2 separate regions of the Sus scrofa genome follow, and region 2 is linked to region 1. A link is a contact called in public Hi-C data. All regions are on one chromosome and are shown on one strand. Each heading gives the region's core, a stretch centred on a gene start, on an enhancer-like site or on the middle of the called end of the contact. The rest is flanking DNA. Distances are from core to core; before and after follow the strand shown.

Region 1 (4,030 bases), core at 968-3,467:
GGCTGTGGTTTTTTGGGGGGGTTTTTTTTTGGGAGGGGTGGGTTTTTTAGGGCCGCGCCCACAGCATATGGAAGTTCCAAGGCTAGGGGTCGAGTCAGGGCTGTAGCTGCTGGCCTACGCCATAGCCACAGCAATGCCACATCCTTAACCCACTGAGTGAGGCCAGGGGTGGAACCTGCGTCCTCGTGGATACTAGTCAGATTTGTTTCCGCTGAGCCACGACAGAAACTCCTGTTTTTGGACAATTTTGAGTGCAAATGGAGACCCGCAGGCGATAGGTACAAATGTTTGAAAAATCCAATTCCACCTTACAAAGTGCGAAATGAATTGTTCTTGGTCCTTACGTCCTGGGCTGTAGGGTGGCCCCAGCCACGTCCAGGCCGTCCATTACCGGGACCGCCCCAGGTCAGCCCTGAGGATGGCCCTGGAGGAGGCTCGAGGCTCTGCACAGGGAATCTGGAGTCCCGGTACAAAGTGTGACCTGAGTGCAGAATGGCTCTCAACAGAAAGGGGTGGCCGCTGCTAGCCCCTCAGAACTCACAGGCCAGGCAGACCACGTGGCCTCATAAACCCTTCCTGGGGCTGCACTGCCTTGGGTGCCCCCTTCCGCCAGTCACCAAGTCCCAGCCCCCCAGCAGAACTAGAGCTTCCTCAACCCAGCAGCCTCTCTGGCAGAGGGGGCTGGGGTGTAACAGGAAAGGCCACCCTAGCAGAGCCTGCTCCCTGGTTTTCCTTGACTCCTGCCCTCAGAACCATGCAGCCCCAAGCTTCGAGGTCCACGTGCAACAAGCCCTGGTGCTCACTTCGGCTGCCCTCTGCTAGGGAGGCAGAGGTGGCACTGGTGGGGCACTCTGCCCCTTCAAAGGAGTCTCCTCTAGCTCTGCAGCCACCCAGGGAAGACACAGCTTGGCCAGTCCAGGTGTGCAGAGGCGCTCCCCAGAGAGAGGCAGTGGTGGCCACAGAGCCTCCCAACTGAGCCTCCTGTGCTGACAATGGCATAGTTGCCATGGCAATGGGGCTGAGGCTCTGGTGAGAGGACCACCCGTCTCCTGGGCCCTGTGCTGCTCCAGGCATAAGTGCTCTTTGAGAGCCAGGGCTTGGGGAGGGGGTCATAAGAGTCCTGGCTGCACTGCAGGGGGGGGACTTTTTCCAAAGAGAAACTATGATTGTAAAGAGAATAGCATGCAGGGATGAAAACCCCAGGGCGTGTAGCAGGTGTTCAGTAAATCTGCACCGAGGAATTCCTGGGTCAGCCTCCAGGGGCCTGACAGAGGCTCCTCCCTCCCCACTTCCTGGGAGTCCTGGCTCCGGGCCTCCCAACCCAGAAAGGAGAAAATCAACTAGACTGGGAGTGGGAACACTGTGGCAGACTCTACAGGGCAGCTGGGCCCTTTTCTGAACCCTCTGAAGACTCCTGGCTGACACCGGCTGACATCTGGTGGCCTCTTCAGAGCCTGGGGTGAGCAGAAGCCCTCATGAACAGCCCCCCCCCCCCCCGACACACACACGCACACGCACACGCACACTCACACTCATTGATCCCTGAAAAAGCTGTAAGCACAGGCTGACCCCACAGGGCACAAAGCAAAACGCCTCCACTACCAACATGCCAGTCATGTGGCAAGGCTAAGCACCACCACCACACCCCCAGCCCGTGCATGCCAGTCTTGCCCTTGAGGGGTTGAGCAGATGACCTCAAGTGACAAATGTGTCTTCCCTTCCCTGGATTTTAAAATAAACCTACTCCTCAGCAATTCCTGTTTCCAGAATCAAAAATAAGTGTCTCTGGGGCTGAAGGTGGGGCCAGAGTGTTGGTGGGGGGGTCGCATACCAGTAGCTTCCACAGCAGGGGGTTGGGAGGTTGGTGACCAGTGGGAGACACACACAGGCACAGGAACTCACACCGAACTGCCCAGGAAAGCCCCCTGAAGGGGGAGGCCCATGTTGGCCCAGGGGGCTTCCTGGAGACACCGTGGCGGGGGGGGGGTCCAACCTGGCTCTGAACCCAGGGCCCTCCTGCTGACACCCCTGCACCTGTCAGGGCCAGCTGTCCATACTGAATCCCGATATTCTCCTAGGAGCCAGGCTCCATGGCTATCTTTAGTGCTGTGTTCAGCCCCAGGCCAGCCCCAGGAAGCCTCCCCAGGGGCTCAGCTAGCCTCTTCTGGCTGTCCCCGAATCAAGGTCTCCTGGACACAGACCCCACAGGCCTTCCCCACTCGATGTGGCACTCCCCACTCCTGCAGCCCAGCCAAGGTCAGTCCAGACCTGCCTGGCTGGAAGCGGTGGGGGTGCCTGTGCAGCCCAGGATCAGGCCACCCCCGTCTCTGTCACACATTCGCCCTTCAGGGGTTCTCCAGGCAGAGTCCCTGGGGAACTCCCAGGTCCCTCCAGGCAGGTCGTACACTCCTGGCCAGGCTTCTCAAATGGCGAGCTGCCCTGGGGATCACGTATGGCAGCACCTCAGGGGCACCAGGAGATAGAAGGTGTGGGCCCTCATCTTCCAGCTGCAGCAGGTGCCATGTGGTCCAGAGATGTGACCCTGGGGACCACCAATCAGAGATTGCCGCTCGTCCCAACCCCATCCAGACCTGGCTCTGGGAACCTTGTTTTCCAGGTGTGAGACTGGGGCCTCCCGACTGCCTCCTCCTCCTGCTCGGCCTGCAGGCCCCCGTCTTTCCCGCCAGGCTCTGCACCCCACCACCAAGGAACATCCTCCTCCCAGAAATGTTATCCCCCACGGAGTGCCTGGCGAGGAGCTCCCTGCCAGGGGACAGGAAGAGTGGCCCCAGGGCTGGAGTCAGGGCTTGGGACATCTCTGCCACCAAGGCGGAAGGTGAGGGCACACAGAACATGCCTGGAGAACACTTGGTAACTGGCCACCAGGGCCTTTCACAGCAAACCTGGGGACCTTGTCCCTTCCTCTGGCTTCTGCAGCTTCAGGCCATTGGCCCACATGCAGGTGGCCCTGGCGATGCACAGAATCTACAAGAGCAAAGGCTCCAGGGTGAGGGGCAGGTGAGGAAATGCCTTCGAGGCTGGGGGCCTGTTGGGCGGGGAAGGATGGGGCAGCTGACTCACTGCTGGCTGTCGAAGCTCACTCTGCAGTTGTCCCTGGGGGAGCCTTGATCCTGCCCTTGTAGGGAGTGGTGGCTGGAGTCTGAGCTGTCCTGGGGGACTGGGTAGGAGCTTAAGACAGGTGTCATGGGCACGGAGGGCACAGACCATCCCACCAGGCAGATCCAGGCATGGTGAGTGTGCTGTGTGCACACTTGTGTGTGTGTTTGTACATGATGTGCATGCGTGGCTGTGGGCACCTCACATGCGTGAGTTTTGTCTGAGTGTGTTGACTTTGTGCACATATATGAGAGTATGCATGTGCTGAGGGTGGGAGCAGATCTACACCCTTTGACAGCCTTGGTGACAGCTGGGGCTGGGAGATGGGAGTCCTGGGCTTCGCCCCAGTGGGACTCTCAGAACGAGCCTATCCACTCGCTGGCCATCTGCGTGGTTCGTTTGCTCCTGGTCCTCCTTGCTGGATGGCAGAAAGAGCAGGACATAGTTCAGGATGAACCCGGGGCACAGTGCTCCTCAAGGAGTCCTCTGACCATGCCAAGCATTTGCAGCTGCTCCAGCCCAGAGACCTGGGCTTGGGAGCCCCCTGGAGCCCCAAGTGCCTCCATCCACTTTACCTCTGCATTGTTTCCCAAATGCCTGGGTGCCCCCGAGGAGACCCTCAGGCAGGCTGGGGGGGCCCTCAGCCTTGGCGTTCTCATCTCAGGCCAGCAGGAAGACCAAGAAGAAGGAAGGGGGTGCCCTGCGGGCCCAGAGGGCGTCATCCAATGTCTTCTCCAACTTTGAGCAGACCCAGATCCAGGAGTTCAAGGAGGTGAGGTTCTACTCGGGACCAGGAACCCTCCACCCTGAAGCTCCTGCCCAAGGGGACCCCTGGGAGTCATAATGCAGGTGACAAGACCCTGCATGATTCTGGATCCAGAGCCAATGCGGGGGCACCTGTCCTCATTCAGTG
Region 2 (4,053 bases), core at 208-2,707, 180 kb after region 1:
CTGGCTTTGCTCAGTGGGTTAAGGATCCGGCGTTGCTGTGAGCTGTGGTGTAGGTGGCAGACACAGCCCGGATCTGGCATTGCTGAGGCCGTAGCTGTGGTGCAGGCCGGCAGCTACAGTTCTGATTGGACCCCTAGCCTGGGAACTTCCATATGCCATGGGTGCAGCCCTGAAAAAACAAAACAAAATTAAATTAAAGTGAAAATTAACAGTACATTTTGCAAAGATCACCTGGCTCCACAGTTCTGCCCAACAACCCATTTCAGGCTACAAGTGCACATGTCAAAGCTATGAAAACCAATGTTTTTTCCCTAAATCTTTTCTTAATTTTTTTTTTGTTTTTTTGGGGGCTGCACCTGCAGCATATGGAGGTTCCCAGCTAGAGGTTGAATAGGAGCTGCAGCTGCCGACCTACCACAGCCACAGCAAGGCCAGATCCAAGCCGCAGCTGCGAAGGACACCACAGCTCACAGCAACACCGGATCCTTAACCCACTGAGTGAGGCCAGGGATTGAACCTGTGTCCTTATGGATGCTAGTCAGATTCATTTCCGCTGAACAACAATGGGCACTCCCTCCCCTAAATCATTTGAGAGCAAAACTTGATCTATTATAAAGTCATTTTGGGCAACACCTAACACGAACTGATGTGAGGCTAGCTGAAGACTTAATTATCCCACCGTGAGGACTCACTCCCTTAACTCCAGATACACGAATGCACTTGGTTATGCAACACTTTCCCAACTGCCCTGGCGGCGTGCCAGCTCAGAGAGAATACACAGGCTCTTCCTAGAACCTGAAGAATTCTGAAATTGTCAATACAGGTACCCAAGGGTTTTGGGTTTGGGATTTTCCACATATTTATACAAGACAGCCTGAATTCCCCCAGTCTAGGTTCTACGGTTGCTACTTGATGGGAACAACAGGTTTCTTAGCATTCCAGCTCAGAAAGGAGCTTCGCGAGCTTTAGAAACTGAAGCCAAGCCGCCGGTTCAGTTCAAGGGGAGGAAATCTACAGCTCCTAATCTCACTGGCACCTTGCACCTCCTGGTGTGTCTAGACAACAAGGGGAGCAGGTGCTTTGCACAACCACAGTGGCTGCTTCCATTTCCTTGTTCTTCATCCTGGGTGTTATGCCACAGGCACGAGCTTCCTTCTCTGTGTGACCCACTTCCCATCCCTCCCCTTCTGCACTGGCCCTGCCCCTGGCAGGAGGTGCATTCTCACCCCTCCCATCTCAGCTGGGCCCACCGTCTATCCCACCAGAGGAATCCCCTGCATTGCACTGTCCTTTGTTCATCAGAAAATGTGTCTTATTTAAAGTTCCACAAGGCAGAAATCACGTACTCTCCACTCTGAATTTCTTAAAGAATCAAAATACTTCCCTGGCATTTTCAGAATAAATGATTTGATCTGGGGGCAACTCTCGTTCTACCCCAGATATGAAAGAATACCACACTTCAGAACGTCACTAGCTCTGAAGAAGAGCCTGAGATCTTCTCACCAAATCACCCTCCAAATTCCTCTCTTCCTGACAGTGGAGCCAATGTGTGTGAGGATGCTAAGGGCAGAACACGCCTCAGGCCTTTGGAAACAGCCAGCCATTGTTCCACCTGAAATTGAGCACAAATGGCAGCAGGAATGTCCGCAGTGACTGGCTGAAGCTACAGCTCCGAGGGAAACCACAGCCATGTGCAGCTGTCCATGCAGCCACTCCCTCACGCAGGCTAAAGCAAGGAACACAGCCCCAAAGCCAACCGTGCCACGGCTAGGGGAAGCTCACACGCCCGCGTGATCCCCACTGGACAAAACAGAAAAACGCAGACAAGGAAACAGGACCGCGCCAACACTGGTGGGAAATTCTGTGTGAGGAAGGGAGGCGGGGTGCAGGAAGCAAGAAACAGCGTGCAGCAACACAGCCGACCACAGACTGACCAGCCCCGCGGCGAGGTTCTGTACGGATCCCAACTGCCGGGTCAGCTCGGGCCCAGAGAGGACCGGGGCAGAAGACGCTCCTATGGTAAGAGGGGGAACCCCGGCTACAGGACGCGGCGCTGTCTGTCCCAACACCCTCGCCTAAGGTCCCGAAACCTGAGAGGACCAGCCCCACGTCCACTGTCCCACCGCGGCCCTCGACGACTTATAACCCACCCCCCGGCCCCAGCGCGTGCCTCGGGACTCCAGCCTTTAGTCTTGCGGGTCCCCCTGCCTCCTTTCCGCTAAGGCCCCGCGCGCCAACCCCCGCCGGCCCACCACTCCTTCCCAGCGACACAGCCTCTCCTCCAGCCTCAGGTGAGCCTACACCTGCCGCCACGACCACCTTGCCCCAGCCTGACCCCAGCCTCCGACACGGAAGTGCCCGACCCCACACGGGCCTCCCCCTCGGCAGTCGCCTTCCGGCCAGCCGTGACCCTCCCCCTGCCCGCCTGGTCCTGCCCCGCGCCCCGGGCCGCGCGCCCCCGGCCCCCGCCTCACCCTCCGCCAGGACCCGCCGCACTCGCAGCCGCAGCTCGCCCATTTCCACCGTCTGCCCCACGAAGTCAGTCTGGTCGCGGCCGGCAGCACCCCCCAGGGAGCCCGGGCCCGCCAGGAAGTCGAGCGCAGACTGCAGCAGCGACATGGCTGCGGCCCGCGGCGGGCGCCGGACCGAGGGCTCAGCGTACAGCCGCGTCCGGGTCCACTCGGCAACCGCCGGCCGCGACCGCACCGCTTCCGCCCGACGCCTCCACGCAGGCGCGGGGGCGCGTCGCTGGCCGGAAGAGCGCCGGGCGTCACTTCCGCCGCGCCGGGCGGCTGCGAGTGCGCGGAGCTGGGCGTGGACGCGAGGGTGGGCCGGGTAACGGGCTTCTGGCGCCGAGCTCGAGGAGGGAGCCCGGCGCCCAACCGTTTGCACGCGGCGGTTTCCGCGGAGGCTGGTGTCCAGGGGCTCCCGGTGCCCGGCCGCGCAGAGCCGGTCTGTGTAAGCCGAGCGCCGGGGGGCCCGCGGCGTCCGTCTATTTATTGAGTTGGTTGCCTATAAAAGACCGAAAAGCATCATTTTAAAAGCTCAGTTTTGACGCTTCTGTGGAAAAATCATTTCTGGCAGCACTGGATCCAGAATCCCGTGTGTGACCCATCACCTAGAGCTTCCCCCCCCCCCAGGTAAGACGCTGCCACTTGCCTGACCCCCTTGGCGCGTTTGGCAGCCGGCCGCTTTCGGTAGGTTCTTGTCTGGCGTGTTCACCTCCAAACGGAGAAATGGAGCCACCGCCCCCGGTAGCATCTTAACCCTCCTAGAATTTCAAGCTATTAAAAGTCTCTTTCCGGGAGTTCCCGTCGTGGCGCAGTGGTTAACGAATCCGACTAGGAACCATAAGGTTGCGGGTTCGGTCCCTGCCCTTGCTCAGTGGGTTAAGGATCCGGCATTGCCCTGAGCTGTGGTGTGGGTTGCAGACGCGGCTCGGATCCCGTGTTGCTGTGGCTCTGGCGTAGGCCGGTGGCTACAGCTCCGATTGGACCCCTAGCCTGGGAACCTCCATATGCCGTGGGAGCGGCCCAAGAAATGGCAAAAAGACAAAAAAAAAAAAAAGTCTCTTTCTGGACAGGCTAGCACGTGTTATCACTATAGTAAAGAAGCTCAGTTCATACAATGCTTTACTGCTTACAACATCCTTTTAGAAGCGTTCCTATTAATTATCCCTTTGGGGTGAGAAAACATGCCCAGCAGTGCCATTACTTAGCCAGGGGGCCAGGGTCAACAAGTGATACCGAGTCACATGGCTCTTCCAGCCGCTGCGTTTGTCTGGTAAATGGAACACATCGGAGGCTTGGGAAAAAGTCCGGGCTGTTTTTGGGTGTCTCCTAGCATAGAGGTGGCAGTTGTCTGGAGGAGAGCACCAATGGGACAATGTCGCTTTTAGACTGAAAGTACACTCTTTAGAGAGGAGCAGCAACTAGGGAAGCAAGAAGGAAACTAAAAGCATTATGTCAAATGACTTTGCCATTTAAAAGGAAGGAGACAAAAGAAAAAGAGGAACCTCCACTTACAGCTTCCAGGAGTAAATGATGTACCTGG

The links. Hi-C and Micro-C count contacts between places; a contact is called where the count stands out from the background.
Region 2: a contact with region 1 is called in a Hi-C map of liver, with 4 times the contacts expected there. The contact joins the promoter of TMEM175 here to the promoter of MYL5 in region 1. A contact is called at or near these places in 1 of 47 Hi-C or Micro-C datasets (liver) and 1 of 2 datasets of contacts at active chromatin or transcription factors (alveolar macrophages).

What each region holds. Positions count from the first base shown.
Region 1 is chr8:113,769-117,798 of Sscrofa11.1, forward strand. MYL5 (myosin light chain 5) reads left to right here and starts at 2,218. Exons shown (of 7, transcript XM_021100822.1): 1 at 2,218-3,251; 2 at 3,782-3,889. The coding sequence starts at 3,249.
Region 2 is chr8:294,236-298,288 of Sscrofa11.1, forward strand. TMEM175 (endosomal/lysomomal potassium channel TMEM175) reads left to right here and starts at 1,458. Exons shown (of 11, transcript XM_021100844.1): 1 at 1,458-2,019. GAK (cyclin-G-associated kinase) reads right to left here and starts at 2,754. Exons shown (of 28, transcript XM_021100831.1): 1 at 2,475-2,754. The coding sequence starts at 2,619.